Linked DNA regions of Sus scrofa: regions 1, 3 and 4 are each linked to region 2. The links are chromatin contacts, called in public Hi-C and promoter capture Hi-C maps. All regions are on one chromosome and are shown on one strand. Each heading gives the region's core, a stretch centred on a gene start, on an enhancer-like site or on the middle of the called end of the contact. The rest is flanking DNA. Distances are from core to core; before and after follow the strand shown. Region 1 overlaps SPATA31D1 (spermatogenesis-associated protein 31D1). Region 2 has its middle 650 kb from the start of FAM205C. Region 3 overlaps LOC100524475 (transducin-like enhancer protein 1). Region 4 holds the start of LOC100524475 (transducin-like enhancer protein 1).

Evidence for each region. Promoter capture Hi-C pulls out the DNA fragments that hold promoters and counts their contacts. A called contact is a pair of places that touch in the nucleus more often than the background predicts.
Region 1: a contact with region 2 is called in a Hi-C map of liver, with 2.1 times the contacts expected there. The contact joins two enhancer-like sites. A contact is called at or near these places in 2 of 47 Hi-C or Micro-C datasets (liver and skeletal muscle) and 1 of 2 datasets of contacts at active chromatin or transcription factors (skeletal muscle).
Region 3: a contact with region 2 is called in a Hi-C map of liver, with 7 times the contacts expected there. The contact joins two enhancer-like sites. A contact is called at or near these places in 3 of 47 Hi-C or Micro-C datasets (heart right ventricle, liver and skeletal muscle) and 1 of 2 datasets of contacts at active chromatin or transcription factors (skeletal muscle).
Region 4: a promoter capture Hi-C map of liver shows a contact between it and region 2, with 16 times the contacts expected there. The contact joins the promoter of LOC100524475 here to the enhancer-like site in region 2. A contact is called at or near these places in 3 of 5 promoter capture datasets (fetal liver, fetal skeletal muscle and liver), 13 of 47 Hi-C or Micro-C datasets (embryonic fibroblasts, fetal skeletal muscle, fibroblasts and 7 more) and 1 of 2 datasets of contacts at active chromatin or transcription factors (skeletal muscle).

What each region holds. Positions count from the first base shown.
Region 1 is chr1:234,494,787-234,500,983 of Sscrofa11.1, forward strand. The region is part of intron 2 of SPATA31D1 (spermatogenesis-associated protein 31D1); the gene reads left to right. Among named protein-coding and RNA genes, the nearest start is that of SPATA31D1, 130 kb to the left of the region's middle. Within about 2 kb of position 4,220, at least 12 of the 83 cell types and tissues checked have an H3K27ac peak or open chromatin away from gene starts, as enhancers often do. A contact at or near this core is called in liver, where this site is marked.
Region 2 is chr1:235,032,986-235,039,950 of Sscrofa11.1, forward strand. No RefSeq gene overlaps it. Among named protein-coding and RNA genes, the nearest start is that of FAM205C, 650 kb to the right of the region's middle. Within about 2 kb of position 1,431, at least 20 of the 83 cell types and tissues checked have an H3K27ac peak or open chromatin away from gene starts, as enhancers often do. A contact at or near this core is called in fetal liver, fetal skeletal muscle, liver and 1 more, where this site is marked.
Region 3 is chr1:234,299,208-234,305,371 of Sscrofa11.1, forward strand. It overlaps LOC100524475 (transducin-like enhancer protein 1), which reads right to left. Exons shown (of 20, transcript XM_003480540.4): 12 at 5,414-5,558; 13 at 4,206-4,396; 14 at 2,722-2,798. Among named protein-coding and RNA genes, the nearest start is that of SPATA31D1, 69 kb to the right of the region's middle. Within about 2 kb of position 3,089, at least 14 of the 83 cell types and tissues checked have an H3K27ac peak or open chromatin away from gene starts, as enhancers often do. A contact at or near this core is called in liver, where this site is marked.
Region 4 is chr1:234,367,441-234,373,821 of Sscrofa11.1, forward strand. LOC100524475 (transducin-like enhancer protein 1) reads right to left here and starts at 3,215. Exons shown (of 20, transcript XM_003480540.4): 1 at 1,854-3,215; 2 at 989-1,089. The coding sequence starts at 1,877. It overlaps SPATA31D1 (spermatogenesis-associated protein 31D1), which reads left to right and starts at 3,526. Exons shown (of 7, transcript XM_005660180.3): 1 at 3,526-3,644.

The sequences.
Region 1 (6,197 bases), core at 2,970-5,469, 540 kb before region 2:
TCAAATAATTAGTATGTGAAGAGCTTAAACCCTCTATTCATCTTACCTTGTGGCAAAGGAACCAACGCCCAATTGCAGAAATGCAAAGTTGCCATGTTGTCCTGTGAGTGATACGCAGAAAATGAACTCGGTCCAGATCTTTTTATAAAAGATCTAGGTCTTTTTCCTTTCCAACAAAATTAAACTTAGTAAATAAAGATTTTTAAAATCTTTTTTCTCACTGAGAATTTCTTCACTAAAAGACTGTTAACTAGCTTTTTTTAAAAAATCTGTATTTATTAAAACTCATTGCTTAATTACAATCTTCGAGTAATTCCAAAATCTAGGAAGCATCTATTAACTGGAAACTCAACACAGTTTCGAAAATAAACCACAATGAAATCCTGGAAGGATAAAAGCACTTTGCTACAAATGTTTTTGACCTCTTATCATCCCTTTAATGTTCACTAACTTTCTTGAAGACTGGGTTTATGTTGACTATTACTTTCATATCATCCACAGTTTCCAGCAGTGGTTGAATTCTCATCTTCTCAGAACTGATCCAAATATTGGTTTCCTTTGAAGTCATTTTAACAGTGCTTTTGGGATGGCAGAGGAGGATCAGGACTATCTTCCCAATTTTCCTGACCATCGCTGCTTTTGGTGTATTTTTGTTTGTTTGTTTGTTTTTGTCTTTTTTTTGCTATTTCTTGGGCTGCTCCCGCGGCATATGGAGGTTCCCAGGCTAGGGGTCGAATTGGAGCTGTAGCCACCAGCCTATGCCAGAGCCACAGCAACGCGGGATCCGAGCCACGTCTGTGACCTACACCACAGCTCACGGCAACACCGGATCGTCAACCCATTGTGCAAGGGCAGGGACCGAACCTGCAACCTCATGGTTCCTAGTCGGATTCGTTAACCACTGTGCCACGACGGGAACTCCTGCTTTTGGCATATTTTAATGTGAAAAACCTGCCTTTTTGATTTTTAAAGCCATTCCAATGAGTCACGAGTTTGATTGGCTTGAACAGCGAAAGACAAATACTATATGACATCACTTAAATGTGGAATCTAAAGAAGCTGAACTCATAAGAACAGAGAGTAGAATGCTGCTTACCAGGGACTGGGGATTGAGGAATTGGAGAGATGTTGTTTAAGGATACAGATTTGTAACTAGTAGATAAATAGGTTCTGGAGATCTAATGTGAGGGTTTATAGCCAACAATATTGGATTATAAACTTCCAAGTTGCTAAGAGACTAGATCTAAATTGTTTCTATTATAAAAAAGGAATGATAATTATGTGATGGATAGAGGCATCAGCTAACACTAAGGTAGTCATTATATTGCAATATATAAGTGTATCAAATCAACATGTTTTATGCCTTAAATGTATACAATATTATTTATCAATTTTTATCTCAAAAAATAAGGATAAAAAGAATATGACTGGCTTGAAATCTGTATGTGTTATGGCAAAATGTGATTTTAACGTTTAAAGACAAGAGGATACCCTTTATCATCTACTGTTCTAATTTCTTCGGGGGAAAAGACTAATTGCAAGGGGGAGAAATTTGCTGCCTGTAATTATATGGTATGTATAAGAAAAGCCTAGGTCAAGTGCACAAATATAGCTTCTTTTATAAAACAAGACTTTGACTTGGGTGGATGAAAGCAACAGTGGGAATCAGACTAAGGAAAGAAACCAACCCAGATGTCACTACATTTTATTATGAAAGTAAAAATAGCATGAAATCACTTTAAAAGAAATTTAGAAGCAACCTACATTGATTCTCAGTTAGGACTCATTATTGCTCCCCCGTTGAACTTTAGAAAGATTTAAGCTAAAGAAACCCAGTGTTCAGAAAACACTGGTGAAATTCTCCTTAATTTAATGATCAGAGAAGACTAGGATCAGAAGGTTAGATGTAGCATCAAATCCTTAAAAAAAAAAAAAAAAAAAAAAAAACTTAAAAGGCCACACGTTGTCTCATCAACTGGGACTAGGTGTAGCACTGATTTCTTTCAACAGAATTGGGTAAATATTTGACCTCCAATGTCATTATGGTTAATGTATATTCTAGACCTCAGAGGACACTGAGACGAAAGCTTTGCTTTCTGATCGGCTCCCTAATAGCCTTTGCTTTCTTGGGAAAGACTGATAATATACTGTGTCCTTAACTTGGTGAAGTTCAACTCTTAGCTGTTCAATAAATAAAGCAATAATGATCTCATCGTTTGATTTAAGTTCATGTGATTTGTAAATCAGTACATAATAATAACCTCTGGGTTACCTATTAACTCAGAAAATACTCGTGGCTAATACCATTCCTTTATTTAATTCTGAAAAGATTGAAGTGTAGTCGGTGCACATACATGAATATCCCATAAAATAAAAGTTGAAGACAATTACACAAATATTTCTAGAACTTGTATCTTTCTTGCAATTCCCTATAAGGATACAACAAACTCCCCCATGTTAAATTACTCATTTTGATAACTATGTGAGAAGAACAGGCACAGATGGTATTTCTGAGAATGGCATCAAAGCATTTAAAATGCTCATTGGCAACATATCACATATTTATATGTGAGTAGAAAGTCATCTTTTGGCTACATTAATGCTGCAAAAATAAACACGCTCTGGTCTCTGATGCAAAGTTTAAAGTTTTCATGGCAATATCTGTTTCTTCATTTTGCTTACCAGGTACAATAAACTAGTCAACATTTATCAGTCATCTGCATGCATTAAACACCCACTGTGTGTTTAGCATCAGGTGCTATGGAGCCTTAGAGAGAAAGACATTCAAGGACTTTATAGTTTAATGGGGGAGAAGGAGAAACACAAATGTGTACATGTAAACAAGCAGGGCTGGAGATGTATAAACATACACACAATCCTGACCATCTGTGCAAAGACAGAGGCGGAAAGTGACTGGAAGGATAAAGGTGGGTGGGTGAAGGGAGTGAAGCAGCTGAAATGAGGTGAGGCTTGTTTTGTCAAAGCTATGTTGGGGTTTGAACACAATGTATTTCCCATTTCTCCAAAAAAAATGAGTAAGATGACAGTACATGAACAGAATTTTTTCCTTCTCTTTTTGATGCAGTGAGTAGGGGTTCTATGAGATTTGAGGGGGAAGAGAAAGGAACCCCCAGAGCAGTGGTTTTCAAAGTGTGGTCCCAACTGTCAGCATCACTGGAGCCCTTGTTAGAAATACAAATTCTCAGGCTCCAGCCCAGACTTCCTGACTCAGAAGCTCTGGGAGTGGTCCAGCCAGACACACTATACTCCCTCAGCCTGAGGACTGCTGTTCTGTGAGGTGGTTCTGAGGCTGCCACAAGAGTAGTATCCCTTTGAAATGACAAATCCAGAGGCCAGCTGTGTCCATGGGAGGATTCAAGAAGACAGAAACAGCTGGCGAGGAGGGACAACTGGGGAAGGCCCTAGAGCTCGCCAGCAGGAACTTCATGAGGCTGTGTTGGAGCCCTGTGAAATGTGCCAGAGCCTCTGATTCTGAGTTAATGTCTTCAGAGAATTCTAACTTGTGCATTTCCTGACTTTTATGAGCGTGTTGAGTATTGTAATTCCGTGAGGCTTTTAAATGTAATTTCCGCTGCTTTTAAGGAAAAGTTGAGATGGTGGGGAGGAGGTCTGTAGGGCTTGGGTGGTGGCTGATGGTGAGATAGTAAAAACGAGGAAACCATTTTCAAAAGGAATAAAGCTTAAAGCAAATTTATTCTGTAAAGACAGTGCTGCAAAGCCTGTATATCTTTACTGAAACATGAAAAAATAAATTAATAATAAAAGCTAATATTTATATAGCTCTTGTGATGTGCCAGGCGTATCCTAAAGTATTTACATATACTGATTCATTAATCCTCACAGCAAGTTCTGAGGTAGGGCTTATTGTTGTTCCCATGTGATAAAAGAGGCAACGGTAGCACAGAGAGGTTAAGATACTTGCTCAGGTTTACATAGCCAGAGCTGGGACTTGAACCTGTGCTTTCAGGCTGTGTTTTCTGCCGGTACACTATGTTATGTTGCCTGACTTAAACATTGCATAACAATTTCTATTTTCAAAGAGTGACTCATTGTTCTAAATTGTTTGGCATTTGAGAATTAGGCTTCAGGGCCTGATGACTTTCTTATTTAATTTTCTGGTTGGCCAGCCGAGTATTTCCTGAGCCTACCCAGTTCTCACAGAAGGTAGCCGAAGCTGACTTCTGGGTAGAGTAAATCAGTTACAAAATAAAGGTTAGGCTCAGTGCCAGAGCAAAGCTTGGAAAGGCTTGGGAACCCCTCAACCCAGAACAGTTTAGCCCGGCCTCAGCAAGCCCTGAAGTTTAGATGCTCTGAAATACCTGGTTCCCCTCTGAGTGCACGGAGAGTGGGTTCCATGGAGTGGAGGAAGGGAGAGGGAGAAGAAAGGATGCCATCAGTTTGTGGGTACTCTCCTGTCTCTTGTGGGTTAGTCTTGGGACAGACATTCCTTGGGGAAGGGTATGGGCTTTGGGGTTGGATGACAGCCTGGTTTGAGGCCCAATTCCTTCTCTTGCCCTTGCCAGATCTGGAAGCCATCTGCTATGCCTCAGTTTTTCCTCACCTATAAAACACAGATGATATTAGTGTTTGCCTTAGTGTCGTTGAGAAAATTAAATAAACGATACACTTGAAGTTCTTTAAACAAAGCCTGGCACAGAGCAAGCACCAAATAGGTGTCAGTTCTCATCCTTCTTGTTTTCTGACCTCCTGCTAGATGCCTGGCGTGGTTCTACAAGCCTTCAGGAACACCGATGCGCAAGTACTGCTATTTTTCACAATGGTGACTTAGGTGTCTGCCATTTTGCAGGTGAGGAAACTGAATTTCAGTGGGGTCATTTGCCCAAGGTGACACAGCAGGGAGTGGCTCACTGAGACTTGAACTAAAGTGGGCCTGAGCCCATGGCTGGGGGCACTGCCATCCCTCTCCCATAGGCAGGTGTTGTGCCAACATGCACCCCTGCTGGATTGAAATAATTGGCTCCAGGTTCCTGGGGAAACTGATACTGAATTACTGTTTTGTTCACACTTGCAAAAACTGGATTTGAAGCAACTTTTAATCACTTTACCTAAACTGTTAGCACTGTGGAAATCCTCCCAACGCGTTGTCTTATGGATATATCAGCACAAGAAATGTTTGATGGGGCCTGTGATTGGCTTGTGATTTTTAGGCCCCCGTGTGCTTGATAAGTAGTTTAAGTCACAAATGAATGAGATCCTCTCTGAGGGAATGGGTGTAGACATTGACATGTCTCACAGGTACTGTTGTCCTGTCACTAACACACTGACACCATAAGCTTGGAGCTCTCTGTCCACTGTTTACATACAAAGGGCCAGCTGATCCAGATACAGAGGGAGGTCTGCCAGGACCTCTGTTCTCTTCTCAGGTCTGGATTGCTATGAAGGTCATTGCCAGGCACAGCACTCAAACTCCTGTTGCCGTATATTTAATTTGCTTTTCTCTGACTAGTCACCCAACAGGTTGGGACTTCTCCCCTTGGTGCCTTACTGTGTTTGTGTCAGACCAGGCAGTGAAGTATTGGGGACCCCAAAATAGGTGCCATAGGTGTGTTGTGAAAAACTGAAATTCAAGTGGTGTATTAATGGATGTTTAGCTCGTATCTGTCCATGTTTTACTGCTATTAACACAGCAAATCTTTCTTTATAATACTTACTTTAAAGTATACTGTATGCCAAGAAAATGCAGAAGCAAGAAACAAAATGCACAGTACCAATGACTACATAAACCTAGGAATAGAGTTTTCATTATCAGATTGAAACATATAAAATTGCTATTATACAGTATTTTTGACCTATACAAACAGACTGTCCCTTGGGGAACAAAGGAGTTAAAATTAAGTGAGAAAAAAAATTCAAAAATATCAATATGAAAGTCCTCCTTCCACCCTCTGTATATTATCAAAACAAATGATAACTATCTGAAGAATTATAGCTAGAAAATTTAGCAATATCTTTATTGGAGAGGGTCTGAAAATCTTTTTTTTTTTTTTTTTTTTTTTTTTTTGTCTTTTTGCCTTTTCTAGAGCCGCTCCCTTGGCATATGGAGTTTCCCAGGCTAGGGGTCTAATTGGAGCTGTAGCCACCGGCCTATGTCAGAGCCACAGCAACACAGGATCCGAGCTGTGTCTGCAACCTACACCACAGCTCACAGAAACGCC
Region 2 (6,965 bases), core at 181-2,680:
AGCTGTAGCCACTGGCCTACTCCACAGCAACACCAGATCCAAGCCTCATCTGCGACCTAGGCAACACTGGGTCCTTAACCCACTGAGTGAGGACAGGGATTGAACCTGTGTCCTCATGGATGCTAGTTAGATTTATTGTTGAGCTATGATGGCAACTCCTATATTTTAAATATATACCTGAATTGCATTTGTTCCATTAATGTCAGTCACTCAATGAATATTTATTTAGCACCTACTGTGTACCTACCACTCTGCCATGTGCTGGAGAAGCCTTGTGTGTGTGTGTGTGTGTGTGTGTGTGTGTGTGTGTGTGTAGTGTATACATATATATACACACAGAGAAATTAAGTTATAGATTTGTAACCAGAAACTCATTGAAATAATAAAAATTCTTTGGTCTCCCAGCAGTCTATCAGTCCTTGGGAAGCTATTAACTACATATGAAACTGAGCTCTCCTGGGCACCGTTAGCAACACAGTCTATCCTCGATCGCAATCTTTAGTCCGCCCAGTTGATTCCCGTATTTAAATTCAGTTCCATAGCTGGATAGTCCCAATATTTTCATTTTAAAGTCCACTCTGCAACTTTAAAGTCAGCAGCATATTGAGAACATTGTTCCAAGCAGAAAAATGCATATTCAGATCTTTAAATTTTTTTACTACTTATAGGCTGCATAGGAAAATTAAGGATAAATGAACTAAGACATTTGGTGAAGAGCATTTCTATACAGTTTAGCAATCACTTCTCTGTGAGTCCAGGACCATATGCTTTTGAAAATCCTTCAACAGTTAAGTAATACCAAGAAATCAGCCCCCCTCAAGCAATAAATTACTTTGATATTCACCACAACACAACAACAAACTGGCTGTCAAGTTTGGCAACCATTTGAAAAGAGGCGGGCTTCCTCTCTGAACTCTGAATGGAAACATTATTTTTCCTCCACTAGAAGCCATCATCACTCTTTCACCATAAGGAAGGTCACACCATCTTTCACAAAAGATTTGCCTGCTTGTAATTACTGCCTGCAGCGTACAGACAAATGCAATTTTTTAAAATGCTAACTGTGTTATACTTATACCCGAGGGATCCAGGGTACAAATGTAACGCGGCCTCACCAGTTTGTCTTAGTGAGACCTTACAGTGCTGATTGAAAACAGCTGAACTAAATCAACAGTTACCTTGAGCCAGGGGCCTTTGGAGAGCAATTAGAGTCAAGGCTTGGGTTTTGAACCCAATATGCTCTGTCAGTCTCAATGATTTGTGTTTGTTGTACTCAGTCTCATTTCCTGCATGAAATATGAGGCTGTATAAAGAGGAAAAATTCCCAAGATTAAAAAATATTTGACCTCAGTGCATTTGTGAGCATAGAAGTACACATGTCTAAATGACCATTTGGGTTTGTAGTACAAAGTTCTATTGATGTTGGCAGCCCGAGCTTCCCAGTCTCAAAGCCACATGAATGGTTTCGAGTTTCAGCCAAAAAATGTTTTCCACATGCTTTAGTGTGGGCCAATTTACACAGTAGATTTTGTGGAGACTGTGGCCAAGTGCTTCATAAAGGGCTGCCTTCTCTGGGATCAGGGAAACCACAACAGACACATTGCTAATGCAATCTAATTATCTGCTTGAATATTTTTCCAGATGTATCCAATGTCTAAAAATACTGCAATAAAAAAGGTATTATTTGGCTCTCTCGACTGAAACAGTGGCATAAAGAACCTGTTTGTCTAGAGGGAAAGTTATGACATTATACTTCTATGACTGCATTTAAATCAGTCAAACAAAACAGTACCCACAGGGTGGGCCTTGCTTTCTGTTTCAGTGAGTCTTCCAAACTGAGACGTTAGTGTAAGAGATCATTCCTTTATGTAAAGGGGTGACCTTCTCACTTATAAGTTAATTCCTCTCATTTGTGGTTTCCTAATTTGATTGAGGTTGGTTAGTGTAATTCATGACAAAGAGATCCCATGCTTTTTCCACGAAGCTTCATTGTATGCCTCACTCAACAGGACAGCAGACCATTTCCTTCCTGTCAGGAGAAAAAAAATCTTTTGACTAATAAGCTGAGATTTTTACCCTCTCCCCATAGAAATACTGGCTGTTCCCTTTTGTTTTCCTTCGGCAGAATTTATTTTTGTACAGCAAGCCCCATACTTCAGCCTAGTTTCCTTTGTATCATTTGGATCTCAGCTAGTCCAGCAGATACATGATGTTATGCCAGGTTATTGTTCAAGTTGTTGGCAACAGTGCTCGCTCCTAACACATCCAACTGCCTAGGAGAACACGAGCACATTCAGTAGGAATTTGTTGAACTAAATGAGAGGTCGGTTTTACCAACCTGTGTCTTTTTGTACCTTTGTTTTAACAAAGACTTTAAAATGTGCCATTAAATGCCAAACAAAAATACCCAAGGGGAGACAACACACACATTTTTCCAAGAAACTGAAAAACATGAAAAATTTTTTTCTTTGCCCTATCTTTCAAGCCTCCTTCTAGCAAGAAGAGTTGAAGGGAAGGTGCATTCTGCATTACACCTTTCAGGAAGCAATAAATCACAGGCAAGCATACCTTCAAAGCTTTAACTGGTCTCAATCACAACCACAAAACCACTGTGCCAGCTTCTCTAATTCCCAGGCTGCACTGCTGAGTGAGCAGAAATACCCAACCTGGAGATACCTTTAGGTAGTAATAGTGAAGTCGTGGCTGAAGCTAAAGAAAACTGAGTGCCAAGAACTTCTGTGAGCTAAAGATGAGCAAGCAACCCCCTGCCCCCCAGCCTGGATCATTCTGTTTTCCTAAATTGAGTTATTCTCCTTGCAATGAGAGTTCTCCCTGATCGATCTGACTCTATTGTTTTTTGCTGTTTTTTTTTTTGTTTGTTTTTTTTTTTTTTTTGAAATCTTGAAACCAGATCTTCATTCACTCCATTGTTGGTTTTTTCTTTTTTCTTTTTCTTTTTCCCCTCAGCTGGAATATGGTTTCAAAATCTGTTCATAGTTCCCTAAAAGATATCCTTGGGGAGTGAGGTCACTTGGATTTTCCAGTTAGAAAAAATAAATGGTTTCATTCCTCTGGCAATCCTTTTTCGCTATGTGACACCCCTCCCATAGCAATGTATGATTATCATATTTCCATGTATCATCAGGATGTACCATCAGGATGGGGGCAGGCAAGTGTTCGCATGAGAGGCTAATCACTTTGGCAAATAGATAATATTTTATTTAAAAGGGGATTGTGTTTCAAATGTATATTTATAAATCAGTTGTTTGAAATTCAGTCTGGGCTTTATGTAGAAGGAGTGTTATAAATGGGAGATAGGTTCTCACACAGATTTTTTAACTCATAATGAAACCTATAATATATTTAAAGTATTTTCTTAGATAAAACACCTCTGTCTTGTTAAAAAATAATTAGATAAGACAATTTAGGTGATACGAACTTTACTTAACACTTCATGAAGCGGATACTCTCCTTCTGGAGAAGTGCAAAATGGGGTGGAAGGCAAGAGGCTTTAGTAGGATAAAGATAAGGAACAAAGAGAGACAAATAGAAAATATCTGATTGTCTGGGGCCACATAGTCAACCTCATTTGGGGTGAGAAGGCAAAGAGTTGGTTTGGGATTTGATGATCGCCTGACTGGATATACTGCATTTCTGGTCAAGAGGAGCATTTACAGAAGCATGAAAGTTATCCAAGTTCTGGTTTGCTGATGTAGCACTCTAGGCAAGAACAGCTCCACCTCTGGTCTAGAAAGTTATTTCAACAGTTTTAAGATGGAAACCTGAATCCCATTTATGTGGGAGTCTAGGAGCATGAAACCAAAGAATAAAGGAATGAGAAGGGGAAGAAAAAGTTTCACCCTGCATTACTGGTACAGTTATCCCAAGAAACATTTTGGGAGAGACTAAGTTGATTTAGCACCCTGTTCTAGAAACTCATCTATAATTTTCTCTCACCTTCTCACAATCATTTTTCAGGTCCTAGTTGTTTCATGTTTCCCTAGACTTTTTAACATTGTGAAGCCTTCCTTTCCTATTTTTTCAAATGTAGAACCAGATATGTATAGTCCTTCACTCACTTTGATCCAAACACGTCAGTGTCATCAGAGGAAATGCCTAGTGATCAGAATAACTTATGGCAGAGAGGAGAGGATCAGGATAGCAGAGTAAGAGGACATGGAGCCCAACTCCCTCCATGAACACATCAAAAATACACCTGCATGTGGAGCAATTCTCACTGAAAACTAACTGAAAACTGGCAGAAGGACTCTGGTACAACCAAGGCTATAGTAAAGATACATTTGTAATTGGGTAGGATGAGAAGAAAAGTGATCGGGGTAGGGACCTCTGTTTCTGGAAGGGGACTCAGAGGACAAGGGAGAATACAAGAGCAGACATATGTCCTGAGGAGTGAGCAGTGAGTGCCCAATTGGCGCCCCAGTCCAGAGGTCCAGGGCCCAGGGGATGAGCCCCCTTGGCTGGTTGGAGGACTGCTGGGACTGGTGGGTGAGTTGTAGGAAGCCTGGATGCTGTTCTTGAGAAGCACATGAACTTGAGGGCTTGCCCCCAGGCAAAATAGAAACAGCCTCACAGATGTAGAAAACAAACTACTGGTTACCAGTGGGGGGAGAGAGGGTAGGAATTGGCAAGATTGGATGAGGAATTAAGAAATATGAACTACTATATATAAAATACATAGGCAACAGGAAATATTGTATAGCACAGGGAATGATAGCCATTTTCTTGTAATAACTTTTAATGGAATCTAATCTATAAAAATACTAAATCACGGGAGTTCCCATTATGGTGCAGTGGAAACAAATCCGACTAGTATCCGTGAGGATGCGGGTTTGATCTCTGGCCTTGCTCAGTGGGTTAAGGATCCAGTATTGCCGTGAGCTGTGGTATAGATTGCAGACACAGCTCGGAACTGGTGTTGCTGTAGCTGTGGTGTAGGCTGGCAGCTGCAGCTCTGATTCCACTCCTAGCCTGGGAACTTCCATATGCTATGGGTGCAGCCCTAAAAAAAAAGCAAAAAAAAAACCTGAATCACTGTGTTGTATACCTGAAAAAAATATAATATTGTAAATCAACTATACTTCGATATATAAAGAAAATTGTGCTGAAGTATGAATAACCTCTTAATTATCTCAAGCTATTTGCATTTTTAGGAAGCATGCAAATTAATCCCAAATGATCTTTAATTTGTTCATTTCAGGCAATATGATAAAATTGAAGAAATTAACAACTTGGGGAAAACAAGATTTAGTGTCTGGATCCCAATTCAGAGGAAGGCCTGCCCAGCTTGCAGCTTTGCTCTTAAAGTAAGTGTTCTGACTTTTCCATACGATTCTCTCCCCAAAGCTCTGCCAGGAAGAGAAGGGATTTTTTAAGGGAAGCTGTTTTTGTTACTAACGTCCTTTGTCTGACAGTGTTATTAGTATATATAGGGTGACTGTAAGCCCAAGACTGACTATAGCAGAAAATAAAGTGGAGCTCTGAGATCTAAATTTCAGTCTTGGAAAATACTATCCATAACCTTCATCATTGTTTTGGGCAAATAGAGCCACAATACATTTTTTAAAAAATTTGTCATGGAGCAACCTAGGAAATCACTTTAAACTGAATTGCTAGGAACTAGACTTTCATGGGTCCTAAAATATGCTATTTTGGTTTTGAAAGTTTGAGTTTTGGTTTTCATGGTTTTAAAGATCATAATGTGATAAAAAGCAGTATCCTTCAAAGTGTAATCAAGAAATCATTTGTGTCCTCTGGTAGTTTTCAGCAAATTGTTTAGAAATTTTAGAGGAAAAACAGATTTAAAAAAAAAAAAACTTTTGTTCACTAGTATTGTACAAATTTAAAGTGTTAGATTAAATATAATTCTTACTGAGGTCTGCTTTGTTCTTAGTAGTCATTAGGAACCTAAATGTAGCTCAGTGGTTGCAAGGACTCTGATGATTAGGCTTAGCTTCCAGTCGGTTAACTGGATGCACTACATTTAGGTTAATTTCTTTTCATATTATTAACATGTTACTATTCACATTTGTTACATTTGCCTTAAAAATTTTAACTATTGGGGTTTATTGTTAGATATCAATTTTATTAAAGAAACACTCACATAAAAGTAGTTTATGCAAATATAAAGATAGTTATAAAAGTAGAGACAGAAATACACCACCACCCTAATCATCTTTAGTGACCAGGTTTCGGAGTGAATATAGAATGTGATCGTGCTGAGACAAGGGAAAAGCAGCTAGAAGCAGCCATATATAAAAAATGAAAAAAGGAAATCCAAAAATTAACAATGGAAAATTTTATTTAAGAAGACTAGCAATTATTTAACCCTGGTCTGTGGTAAATTGCTTTTTCTAAGACTTAAATAGTGGCATGAAGCCATCAACTCTTTGCACATAAGTACTATATACCTCTCTGGTTTTCAAAGTGATTTTTTTTCCTATAGAAATATTTTCCAGTTTTAAATTGCTGGATTTTATTGCTAAAGAAAATGTGGTATCAAAACTACAGAGGCATAATTCAGAAGTTGTGTTCCTTGTAGCAAAAACAGGTATAGTATACAAATCAAGCCTTTTTAAGACAACCGATGTAATTAGCTGAAAGTTAATAGCACATAATGAGTTCAAAGAGAAAGCATAATAAGTATTGGCAAAACTTCATCATATGACTATTATATATCATGAAATATGAATGACATGTACTATTTGTGGTCTAGGAGATATTTTGCTTTTCAGTTGGCATACCACTGGTATATAAGGCATGAATCATGTCTTGGCTAATGCATGACATGTACATGGAGAAGTGCTTGATATTTTTGTTATTGTTATTCTCTTAATCATTCAAATCCATAACCAAGGGAATTACTAGTCTGTTATTGGTGGTTTTTTAAAGCACGATATACCTTAGGAAAAGAGTATTAGTATGGTTATTAATAACATACCATGGCT
Region 3 (6,164 bases), core at 1,839-4,338, 730 kb before region 2:
TATCTACCCTCCCCCAAGAAAGTCCTTCCCTTCCTAACTTTGGTCCCTCTTTACTTGTCTGCCTATCACCTGCTGCTCTGCCTTCACAGCACTCAGCATTTGTCACAAACTTAACTCAAGTATTTACTCTTCCTTTCATATTTCCCTGGCATCAGTAGCCACTCCCAGCCCCCAAAGCTGGGAAGATGAACATTGTCTTTCCTGGAGCATGCCTGGCACCTAACAGTTTTTTGTCAAACATCCATGAAGAGCCTCCAGCTGCCCTTCCCAATTATTATTTCAATTGGTTTTTCTCAGAGAACGATGCTTGCAAAACCGTTACCACCTTGTTCACCCTAGCCTGGACATGCTCACTTATAAAGAGTAAGTGTCGAGAAACTTTTACACAGCAACTCAGAGTCAATTCACAACTGCTGACTCTTGTAATAAAAAAACTGGGACTTGTATTTTCCATCTTTCCCCTCCCATTTGTCTGTGTTTGTCTATTAAGAGAGTATCAATCTTTGTCATATTGGGAAAAACCGGTCTGTCATCATAGCTGGTTTGAGAAGCACTGCCTCAGGTAGTATAACTTTACCAAACGATGAGAACAGAAAGTCCTCTCATCCTAATTAACGGATTAATATGGGGACTAAGGCTGCATAGCCCAGATCCCAGACAATAGGCAAGTTCATTTTTCCCTCTGATAACAATTAATTCCATCTTCCTTCCCAATTAACTCGAGCTTCCTCCTGTAATATGACTCATCTCAAACTTGAAAGGGAATCCAAAAAAATTATTTTAACTGTTTAGAGAGCAGTGAGACCTCGGATCCACAGACCATAGGAAAGCACTGTCACAGGTGAGTCTTACAACTTCACCTCTCTGCCCACTGTCCCTGGGCACAATGGATCCTACCTTATGTAGCTGTGAACACAAAGATCCAAGGTGCTCACAAGTCAAGGATGATGGTAGTACTATCATTCACTGAAGGTGTAAACTTCACGTCTAACTGCATTTTTAACACATATACAAACTATTAGGAATTGAGTCTGAGTTAACCCTCCCCTACACACCAGCCTTCAAGACTAGCACTGTAGCTCTCAGCTCTGCCCACCACACCCCAAATGACTCACATTTCACATTCAGGGTGGGGACCTTGGCAGCTGGACAACCCCCACAGCTCTGACTCCTCAATCTGGCTTTCACTAATGGTTAATTGAACTTGGCCTTGTCTACTATTTCCCTGAAGATTCATCCATTATTATTACTTACTACCATTTCTCTTAACATTACTAGTTTGCCCTTTATCCACTCACTGTATAGTAGGACACACAACAGCAAGCCACAATGTCAGCAACCACAGGTGACAAATACCCACAAGTGGGGCATTCCAGTCTGGACAATGGGGGACATTTCCAAGAAAAATAACACAGTAGTCCACGGTATTCAATCAGAAGAGATCCACCAGCTGAGAAAGTATTGCAACAGTGTTCGGCTTCTCAATCCTGGTCTTCCCTGGGTTTAGATATCACCATGAATTCTTAACATCTCTACTAGTTCACAGTATAAACCAAAGCTTCATTTCACCATGAATCAAATTCCCATGAAATAGAGCAGGAAAAGAGGAGCAATGGGAATCTGCTTTTTAAAAGCAGGGGACAGGGGAAGGAATTCCATCTTGCCTCATTCTATTGGTTTGTTTAAAGCAAGGCTACTACAATGAAAACCACATGAGGATGACCAGATAGTTGAATGGACCACTCAAAATAGTGCAAGATGCAACAGATAAGTAATAACTGAAAGCAACCACTCAAAGGTGGAGGGATAAGCAAAACAAACAAACAAACAAACAAACAAACCTGAAGACCTGTGACATGTATCTTTATATGTGGAAAAATCAACAAATTGGAACAGGCTTTATTCCCTGTCATCTTCTAGCCTAAGGAGAGACAGAGTATTTGCTGAGAAGTTAAGACAGACCCTCGAATTTCAAGTTTGTACAGAAAGTGAGGACTCAACGAATTCTTTGAAATCATGCTTCTAATTACTAATATTATGGAAAACAGGTGATTTTAAGTGACCCCAGAAGAATAACCAACAGGGCTGTTCAAATTTTGAATGTTCTCTTGCCCTTTAACCTATCTCTTTTGCTTCCCCACCAAAGCCATGCTGCACTTTGTAATCCCAGATCTCTCAGAGGAAGGCACTCACCAAAACTTTACTTGGGGGTCAACCTCTGATGCTGGCATCCAACAGAACCTACCTTTCACATAACCCTTGGTTCCACCAAAATAAGGAAAAGTTAGCAATGAGCTGGATTAAAGAGACAATGTGATTCACACTTCTGAGATTTTTGTGACAGCTTATTGTCCACCACAGCATTCAGTGGAGTATCTCCAGTGGCTACCCTCTAACTAAATGGCAAAGCAGAGCAGCTTTCTGAGGAAGGATCAAGTGAGGAGGGCCAGCCACCCCGGGTTTATACCTCCCTCCTCGTCCCTGTCTCCAACACCTTCTCTGCAGAAATCACGAAATGCATGAGATCACCCACAGTGAGAAGACAGAGACATGACACCTACCAGGTGCCTATTTATAGAAAGTGTTAACACTCCTCAGGAAAAGACACTAGAAATCTCCTTGGAAACACCCAAGCCCATGTTCCCTTTGGAATTCTAGTCTGCCGCTACCCATGACTAAGTAAGCGCCTTTAAAACAAAACTAAGGCATTAAGGTACTTACGGCTTCCCCCCTGGGATTCCTGCCAGGTTTGGAGGAATTGTAGGTACGCGCATGTGAGGGGGAGGATCAAACCCAACCTGGAAACAAAAGAAAGCATCGCATACTCAGTTTATGCAGGGTAGGCACTTTGTGACATCTCTGAAGACTTGGCACTAGAAACTCAGAAATCCCCAAAGCAACAGAAACAGGAACATGTGCTAGCATTTTTTTCAAAAGAAAAAATTACAATGGGTGAGGTAACAGAGCCACCTCTAAACAGCACAAGACACACTTCTTTTGGGGGAGGAAGGAAGGCTTGTGATCTATCTGTGCACTGAGAACCAGCCTCCCATGGTAAATTCGCCCTATGGACTTAGGATGTCCTGCCCATCCAAACAAGTACAAAGAGCAATATGCTGTCAGCCTGAGGACAACCTGACGATCACCTTCGGCACTATTGACATTTTAGGCCAGGTATTTCTCGGTTGGGGGCAGGATAATTAGCAGCATCCCTGGCCTCTACCCTTTAAGTGCCACTAGTACCACCCCTGTTCAGAGAAACAGAAGTGTCTTCTGATAGTACCAGATGTCCCTAGGGGGAAAAATTACCCCCAGTTTCACACATGGATTCTCTATTTTGTGCACCTTAACGAAGGTACCTAGTCCTTCAGCTACCCGTTTGGCTTTAAACAATCCTGCTGCCCACTGCACAGTCTTTCCTACTAACACAATATAAGAGAAAAAAAGGTAAACTTCAATATTACCCCAAATTAGTGGAGGTCGTGAAGGAGGGAGAGGAAAGAAATGCAAGGGACAGATTTCAAAGAACCCACAGAAATGATTCAGGAACTTCCATGTGCTATCAGTTATAATCTAGTCCCTTTTCCTGGTACAATCACGGACTAGTCAGTCAATTTTCCCTTCACGGTCTCTCTTCCTGGTCAAACACAAGGCCATCTACACACTGGGAGAAGGCAGGACAAGGAGAACCTGCCCCACTGTTTCAGTCCCTTTGTGATTCCCCCTGGTGAACTGAAATCACTTCTTAAACCTGAGCCACACTATTGGATTTAAAGAATAATATAAGCATGGAAAGAGAAAATTACGGCTTCTCAAATATTTTTTCCTAAGAATTAAGGAGGAGGAGAAAAAAAAAAAAAAAAAAAAAAAACCAAGAAACGAATGAAAAGGCTTCTGTGAGCTACTTGAGTCATTTCATCGCCTTCCAAAAAAAAAGTCTACTTCGGTGGGAGAAAACCAGATGTCCCTGAACCGCCGAAGCAGCTCCTAAACACTGCCTTTTTTCATCCACAAAAACAGTCAAACAAAACACATTTGGCCTCAGCTTAATGAAGCGGCATGTTGATGAAGGCGGACAAGAGGGAGGCGGGTGCGGTGGGGACAGTGGGTCTTTGTCAGCAGGTTGGGAGCTGCCTACCACTGCCGCTGCCGCCGCAGCTCCCGCCCGCGCCCACCCTCGCCCCGGCCATCCCTGTCGTCCCTACCATCGGAGAGCGCCCGTAGGCGACCACAGCAGCGGCGGCGGCGGCTGCGCTCATCTGTGGTGACATGTTGTGGAGGCTGGCGTAGGCGGCGCTGGGGCTGGTCAGCTCGCCGTTCATGCCCGCGTGGGGCACCATCCCGAAGGGCGCGGGGTACGGGCCGGGCACCGCCAGGGGCGTCCTCAGGCCGGCTGCTGCAAGGAAGCACAAGCAGCTGTGACTTACCTAGGTTCAGGTCCAAGCCTGACCAATGCCAGGGTCCTCTCCAGCGCCCATCATTATAGGAAAGGAGGGAAGGCTGGGGTGGTATCCCTTCCAGTTCCTCCATAGGATCCCTTCTTCCCATAGAAATGAATTCATCTCCAGGGAAGAATGGACCCCAAGAGAAGCACTGCCCATGCACTTCCTCCTTGGTTGGAACACTTGGCAACACTGGGAGGGAAGGCAGTTTTAAGCAGTATCAGTGTACCCAATTCACAGAAGGCAAACTGAGGCACAAGTACCACCTAATGATGTGACTTGAAGGAAGGTACTCTTGATAAAATCCGAGATGTCTCCTTGAGCTCAAGGTTTCCATTCCCTGTTAACAACTCCAAATGAGAACCTGATCCTGGATTTATGTGAACCAGAGCGCAGCTTTAGGAGAATATTCTGGGGCCTCTTTTCCCCTGGGCCCAGGGTGTTACGTTTTTCCTTTCCCAGGGAGGAAGATAAAGTTAAAAGTTATGAGTTTATTCAGGGGCTGGAGGCGCCTCAGGGAAACCCTCCCAATTTCTACTGAAGGAGAGACCACTGACTCCTAAGGGATGTACCAGCAGAATGCTAGCCAACGAAAGCAAGCAAGAAGCATACTTGAGCTGGCCAGACCGGCTGTTTCAGTCAATATTAGCAAACTCAGACACACAATGATAGTTTGGTAAGGAGCTTACATGCGGAATAATTATCAGAAACTTTATTGAAGTCCCTGGGATTTGGATTATTTGGAAATGAAAGAAAAGCCAAATGTAAACAGTCGGAGACTGAACAGAGTGCAGCTGCTGAAACCCAAGGACAAACATCTGTTTCTTATCATGGCTTTTCGGAGATAGGAAAGAGGGAGGCGGGCAGAAAGTGCATTTCATATTCATGGGGAAACAACATCATGAGACAACAGATGAATCAAGTCGGAAAGGGGGAACACAAAACACAGCACACAAGAGGTGATGCCCTACCAGCCTGGTTAACGAGGGGGTCCATGGTTGGAGGCTTGCCGAGGCCTGGACGGAGTCCTGGAGTGGCACTGGTGCCCGGCGTTGGCATGTCACTCCGAGGCGTCGGTGTGCTGGATTTCAGAACAGGCGTGCTGGCTTTTTCATGCTGGTATCATTAAACAAATTAAATGAGTATTATTTTTAATCCAAGCCATATTACACAATTTATCACAACAGCAGCTGGGACACTGGGCACCTTCTAGCTACTCCCTCAGCCAATTTTCATAAATCCACACAATGTTGACAGCATTAACTTGTGAGCGAGAAATGTTGACCTTTCCTCTTCCTGCCAGAATTAAAACTCTAGCTAGAGACACAGAACATGATCACACTCCTTCCTCCGCAGATTTTATTTTAAAAAGTATTTTTCCATCAGGCTTGTGGACTTTGGATCTAGGCCAAGTGGGAATGATGACCACCCCAAGGAAAGTTCCCGGTCACTCAGAAATGAATACCCCAGTCATTCAGACTATCTGAGGGAAGACTCCCTTTCTACCCTTGCCTTTTAGCGGCAGTGGGATTGAGAGTAACAGTAGAGACAGCGGGCCATCAATTTGATGAGAAGCAAGCTAGTATCTCACAGGCAAAAGCCCTAGGACTGGTCCTATCATTTTGAGAGATGTACCTAAAAAAAATAATTCTTTGGCATTAAGCAGCACCACCCACTTGCCTAATATAAACAGTATGGAGCCAGAGTCCTCATCATGGCTCA
Region 4 (6,381 bases), core at 1,965-4,464, 660 kb before region 2:
AATTGTTGTTTCCTTTTAAAACCTTTGTTTTTAACTCCCTGACCAAATAGGCCACGTAACTACGCAATTAAGTGGGATGAAGTCCTCCCTACCTGATAAACATGGTGTGGGCAGGTATGCGTCAAGCTCTAGAGATTATTATCTTCAAGTAGACAAAATGTCAATAATCAGAAAGCCCCTGACAAAATAAGAAAATTCACACCCAAGTATCTGTGTGCTTTTGCTCAAGCACAGCAAACATAAAACCTGTCATTACACAGTCATTTCTTAGCTCTAATCACCTAAGACTTCATAGAAACAAAGGAAGAAACTAACATTTCTGCAAAGTCCACTATGGACAGAGTGCCTCACAAATAGTTTTCATTTATAAATTTTCTGAAGCAGGTCTCTTCATTAGATAAAGAGACTAAAGCTGAGATGGACATAAATGGGACTCAAATCCCTTGTGCTACCCAATGCAACCCACAATGAGGCCAAAGCAGGTGAGCTTTACCCTACACATATCCACACCCTCACTAATGATAGGAACAGCTAAAAGCAGCTACCTTTCCATAACGGACTTTGTCTCAAAGAACCCAATTCTAGTATGGCAAACAGCGATTTCAACACCGGCTCTGCCTCCCTGAACCTGCACTCCAGAGCTGGGGCATCGATTGAACCAAGATTTCAGCTCAGCCTGTTGCAAAATAAATAAATGAAGTGCAAATATTGACAGTTCTCATGCAACTCCTAAATACACGAAAAAAGGCTCCCTGGAACAGCAGCAAACGGGCAAAAGGGAAACAATGGGAGGAGGAGGAGACAAGAGAAGAGGCGGCCCAGGAACAGCCAGGAAAGTGGGTAATGTGAATGACAGGTCTTAACTGCGACTCCACACGCCACCGCCTGGACGCAAGTACTAAGTACAGCCACCGCCGACACTGGGATGGGCGACCAGGGGCAGGGCGCTGCCGGGGCGACCACTCACCGGGCACGGACGGACACGCACCTGTGATACTGAGCCTGCAGGAACTGAAACTCCTCTTTAATCCGGTCCAGGGACTCCGGGATAGTGAACTTGAAGGGCTGGCCTGCAGCCTGGTGCGGCGTCTAGAGACGACCAGGGGGACCGAGGGACCGGGGATGCGGGCGGAGGGATAAAGAAGTAAGTCAGAGGACGAAAGAGTGGGTGGGACATAAACAAAAAATGAAGTTAGAAGTGGAAGAAACCGGAGCTACGGACTCGAGTTTGCCCTTCACTATGGGCAGGGGGAAGGTGGACCTCCCCAGATCCGATGCTTCTAAAATGGCTTGGAGCCTCTTCTAGCCTCCAGGACGAATCGCGTTAAGTGCGAAAGGGTCACCTGGTTGAAGGGATAGGGGCTCCCTGGCGGGCGGCCGAGAACTGGGCCAGACTGTCGCTGTCGCCGCCGGCCCCTCCTTCACGGGGGCGATAATGACCCCAGGGACCAGAGAAGAGAAACAACTCTTCCCGTTCCCAGAGCCGCCGGGGCCACCTCCAGCATTGCTGGAAAGGGGGCCGCATTGACATGTAAATAGGCAAGACGAGAAACAAAGGTGGGGGCGCCCTACTCGCCTCTGGGAAGGGGGAGGATGTGTCTGCTGGAAAGAAACCCCAGTCTCTCCGGGCGCCCCCACCCGCCCAGTCTAGACCTCAAGTAGGAGGGGGCACAGAGCAAACGGGGAAATTTAGAGTTTCAGCCCACTCCCCAACCCAGGAGAGGAGGGCCCTCGACCTCCCAAGCCAGGGGTTCGGCCAGAATGCAGCACCCACCCATCTCCTTACCACACAGCAAGAGCGCCTACCACCCCTCACCCCCTGTCCCCCACTCAGCCAGCCAGCCGCGCCTCACCGGGTGCCGGCTCTGTGGGAACATCGCTCTGGCGGCGGCCGCGGCTCCGTTCCCGGGCAACTCAATTCTCCGCTCAATTTCCAACTTTAATCCCGCCGAGGAAAATTAAGCTGAGAAGCCGGGCAGTAGCGGGAAGTGCGGGGGGCGCGCTGGCCACGCACGCAGGCGCGCTCCGCTGGGCGCAGAGGCCACTCGGCGCCCAGCAGCTCCTGTTCCCGCCGGTGCGGGCTCCCACCTTCAGGGCCACATCACAGGGCACCCCGGGCCCCGCTGCACCTAGAACCTGCGGGGCGCCGCCGGCGCCCGGGGCCGCACTCCAAATCGCGAGCCTGGGCCGCCGGGACGAGGAGGTGGGGGCGCGGTGACTCGCTGCGCTCCCCTCAGCGATCCGCGTGTGCCGCACCCGTCCCGGGCAAACAAATCCAGGCGGGTTGCTCTCCACCGTTCTTCTCCCGGTCCGCCTCCTAGCCGGGTTTTCCCCGCGGCGCCAGCAGCCGGGGAGGTGCAGGTGGCAAGCGCCCCCGCTAACCCCACAAAACAAATGTGACGACGTTCACAGCCGACCCCTGCAGGTCCGGGAGGCGCCCAAGACCGGGCGCTCGCAGGGTCCCTGGAGGCGGCGAGGGGCGAGGTCCGGGCCCCGGGGGAGGCTCCGTGTCCGGCGCTCCGCAGGCTTAACCCGAGCGGAGGAGCGCGGGATGACGACGAGGTGGGCAAAGTGTGGAGGGCGCGCCGGGAGGCGTCTCGGCACGCCCCGTGCGGGCCGCTCTTGCTGTTTTCCGCGGTTGTACAAACCCTCTTGGCCCGACGGGACTACTCGGCGGAGAGTAGTCCCGCAGCCTTCCGCTGCTCCTCGACCCCTGGGCGCATCCGAGCAACACGGCCCGTGCACACTCGCCGCACACGGCCCGCCCGGCCACTCCGGACCCCTTCTTCCGATCCTCTCCGTCAGCCCTCTTTCTTTCCTTCTCTTCGTCTACCTCTCCGCAAAGGGCGCTCCAGCCCGCTCCAAAGTTCTCTCACGACCCGGGGAACGACATCCACTCGATGGTAGGGAAAAGCGCAAGAGTGCGCTCCGACGCTTGGCCTCCTTCCCCAGCAGGCAAACTCCGTGGGCGAGTCCGGAGTAATCGCCAAGGGCCAGCGAAGGTCCGGGCTGGTGGCGAGGGAGCCGCCCGGCCGTGCGAGGGTGGGGGTAGCGCAGTCGGCTGCCTCAGGGACGCGGGGCAGAGGGTGCCCGCCGCCGCTGCTGCTGCTCCTGCAGCCGCCGCCGCCACCGCCGCCGCCGCCGCCGCCGCCCGCGCCTCTCGCGCCGGTTACATTAACACGCGGTTTCACACTCCGGAGCTAACCAGCGCCGGCCCCGCCCAGCCCTGCGCGGGCGGGGGCGAGAGCGAGGAGCTGGCGGGGTACGTGGGCCCGGCGAGTGGAGAGGGGGGAGCGGGAAGGCCCGTGTCAGCCAATCGCATGCGCCAGACCCAACGTGGGGTGGTGACGCGACACCTCCCCAGAGCCTATGGCAGCGCGGCACCGGACGGGCTGTCTCCCCTTCTCCCTCCTTTCTCTCCCGCCCCGCTTGCTTCCCTCTCCGCCGTCTCCCCCGTCTCTCCTCCCATCCACCCCCACCTCCCCTCCGCCAGCCGCGTCCTCCCGGGCTCGGCGAGGAACTGTTCCTGAAGGAGCCGCGGGACGCCGAAACCAGCCAATGGAAAGCGGCGAGACGCGAAGATTGGCACCGGGGATGGGAAGGTCGGAGAGAAGGAGAGCGGCGGGGCCGGGCTGTCAGTCAAAGTAACGTGGGGCAAGCAAGGGAACGCGCGGGAGCGCGCAAGCGGGAGGGACAGGCCAACGTGCAGCGGTCGAAGCTGGGGGCTCGAATTTGCAAAAATGCTGCCCACTTGTCACTTTTCCCTTTAATGAAAATCTTTAGATCTCAGTGAAACTCAGAGACTAACCCCGTAGGTTCTTATGAGGGAGAAGGGGTGCTTTTTGGTAGTTCGAGCCAAAGGAATCTTTCGGTGCTTGTCCCCTGTTTGATGCTACTATTGAAAGTGAGGTCACATTCAAAAATTTCTCTGAGGATTGTTTTTCCTCGAGCTGCCTTTTGGCGGATGCAGGAGAAGTGGACTGTGCACTTGGTGGAAAATGCGTACATGAGCAACTCATTGGCTGGCGTACATACAGCAGCCGCCTAAGACTAGGCTTTTAATGCCCACGCCCCCTTTGCACCCAAGGTGGTAGGAGTTGGTTTTTATTAGAAAATTTCAAACCACCTTGCAAAAAGATCGGGCTGCCTTGATTTGGCGGGAAGGAACCCAGGGTAAGGCACGCGCGTCGTAGTCTCAGATGCGATATTTTGCCCGCGGCGCGAAATTTCGGTTCTTCTGTTAAAAGTCCAGATTTCGCTGTGTTGGGAGATAGAGAGCTGCTCAGACTTCTAGGGGCTTCTCAGCAACATGACCACGAGTCTGTTTCCAATTAGTAGAAACAAAGAGAGAGAGTGTGTGGGATAAACAGCATCTAGACCTGAAAAACCTGTCCTGCCCACCCCACCTCCATAGTTCGGATGGTACCCCCACCCCCGCCCCTCTGGCCGGCTGAGCTGTGTAAGGCATTGATTGGGAAGCTTTGGATAAATGACCTGGCTAAAATTCTTATGAGGTGGAACTTGACTTAAAAGGGATTCCAAAAATTTAAATAGACAAGGCAAAATGTATAAATCTCCAGTTTGGATCTGTTTTTCTAAATACACCACATAGCAAATACACCACATAGCAGAAAATCTTATATATTGCTGCATTTATTTGAGTTATTTCCACGTGATTGGTAAGTGAATAATGCCGTTTTAGCCAAATGGTGGTGAATTCTTCCATAAGAAAGACACATCTTTGACAAGCATTTATCTTAGGTTGGAACGTACTGAATTTTTTGGTGTTAATTGCCCCAATGTTCCCATTATTTTACCTTCAAGAGAGTTATGGAAAGGCATTTATTAATCAGAAATAACGTTCTATTTTGAGATTTGCTTTTACGGAGAACTTTTTCTGGAAATATTAAAAGAATCATTTTAGACAATACATTTCAATGGTGGAGTTCTTAAAAATGTTTAATATTGATTTGTCTATAATTGGATCAATCTCAAATATCAATTATAAATGAAAAATTAAAGGAGCGATTTTAGGCAGTCTGTATAAGGTCATAGTAATTCTCCAACAAGTTCAGCATTGTGGCTTTGCCATGTTCTCATTAAGTGAGGTTGGAGAGTGGTTCCTATTATTCATTTTTCTAACTTGGAAAATCAATAGGAAGGAAGCGCTGCCCCTTTTTTGGTTAAATTTGGTGATGACAAGACAGGTTTTCTCCATATACAAGAATTTTTGAATTATATGGCTATCGGCAATTAAGCTTTGTCCTTTGGCTGCCTGCGCCTCTTGAAATCATCTAGTTATTGGCTGGCTTCTACCAGTCTATTGTTGGTTCATCCCATAATCAGCTCCAGGATTGTATAGCAAGTGCCACACATAGACCTGTGCATGCTGGGACAGCTAGGGCAACTAAGACTTCTCCCTGGCTTATCCACACTTTACTTTGATTTACTAGCACAAGCTGGTAGTTAAGTTTAAATAGAGAAGTTAAAACTGGAGCAAAAGGGTTGCTGCTTCTCTTTTTCTCCGCTCTCCCATCCTCTTCAAAAATCAGTTCTAACACATTACCTTTAAATGTTCTCTAACATAACTGTTCATAGCAAACATGTCTACTCACCATATTTCCTAGTTTGCCATGGGTAAAAATTAGAAATTCTCTTTTAACAAGTGTTTCTTTTCCATTAGAGTCTGACACTCCAGGTCTTCTGATTACCTTATGATATAGTATCTGGAGAAAAGAAAGAGCAATGATTTGAAAATTGGAAGGCCTTTAATTTTGTACATGAAGATGGTTGGTTTTCCGATGGTTTCTTTCTCTTACAGTGCATCCTCCTTGAGAGAGGAGGCTGGGCCCCTCTTCAAGGTCATGTTTTCTCTGTGATTGTCATGCTGTAATAATTATACTACAAAACTCTCATCAAACTGCATTACAAATGATGGTGTTTAAACAATCAAGTAGCTTTAATCTTATGTTTTAAATAAATAATATATGTGCAGATTGCCTACAGCCTGTTTAAAGGAAAATAGTCCTACTCATGAAATCTGTAATTTTGGTCTTCTATTTAAAGTCTGTTAACCATAATCTTCCTTACCTTTAACATATTCATGTGTTGATGTTTTTACGTGAAGTAATATTAAGTACTCTGCTTCCCTAGGAAATTGTCTCTGAAAAAAAAGTTCCTTCTTTATCCTCTACAAAAGAAACAGAAAGATTGCCAGATTGTTTATTTTCTCATTGACGCACATAATGCGTATATTTCCATTCATTTGTTGCTGAGTTATCAAGTTTTCAACTCGCGAATAGTATAAGTAGTGACAAAAACTATATGTATCTGCTAGTATAAGAGAAAAATATGAATGCTGGTCATAGAAGTTATGCATCT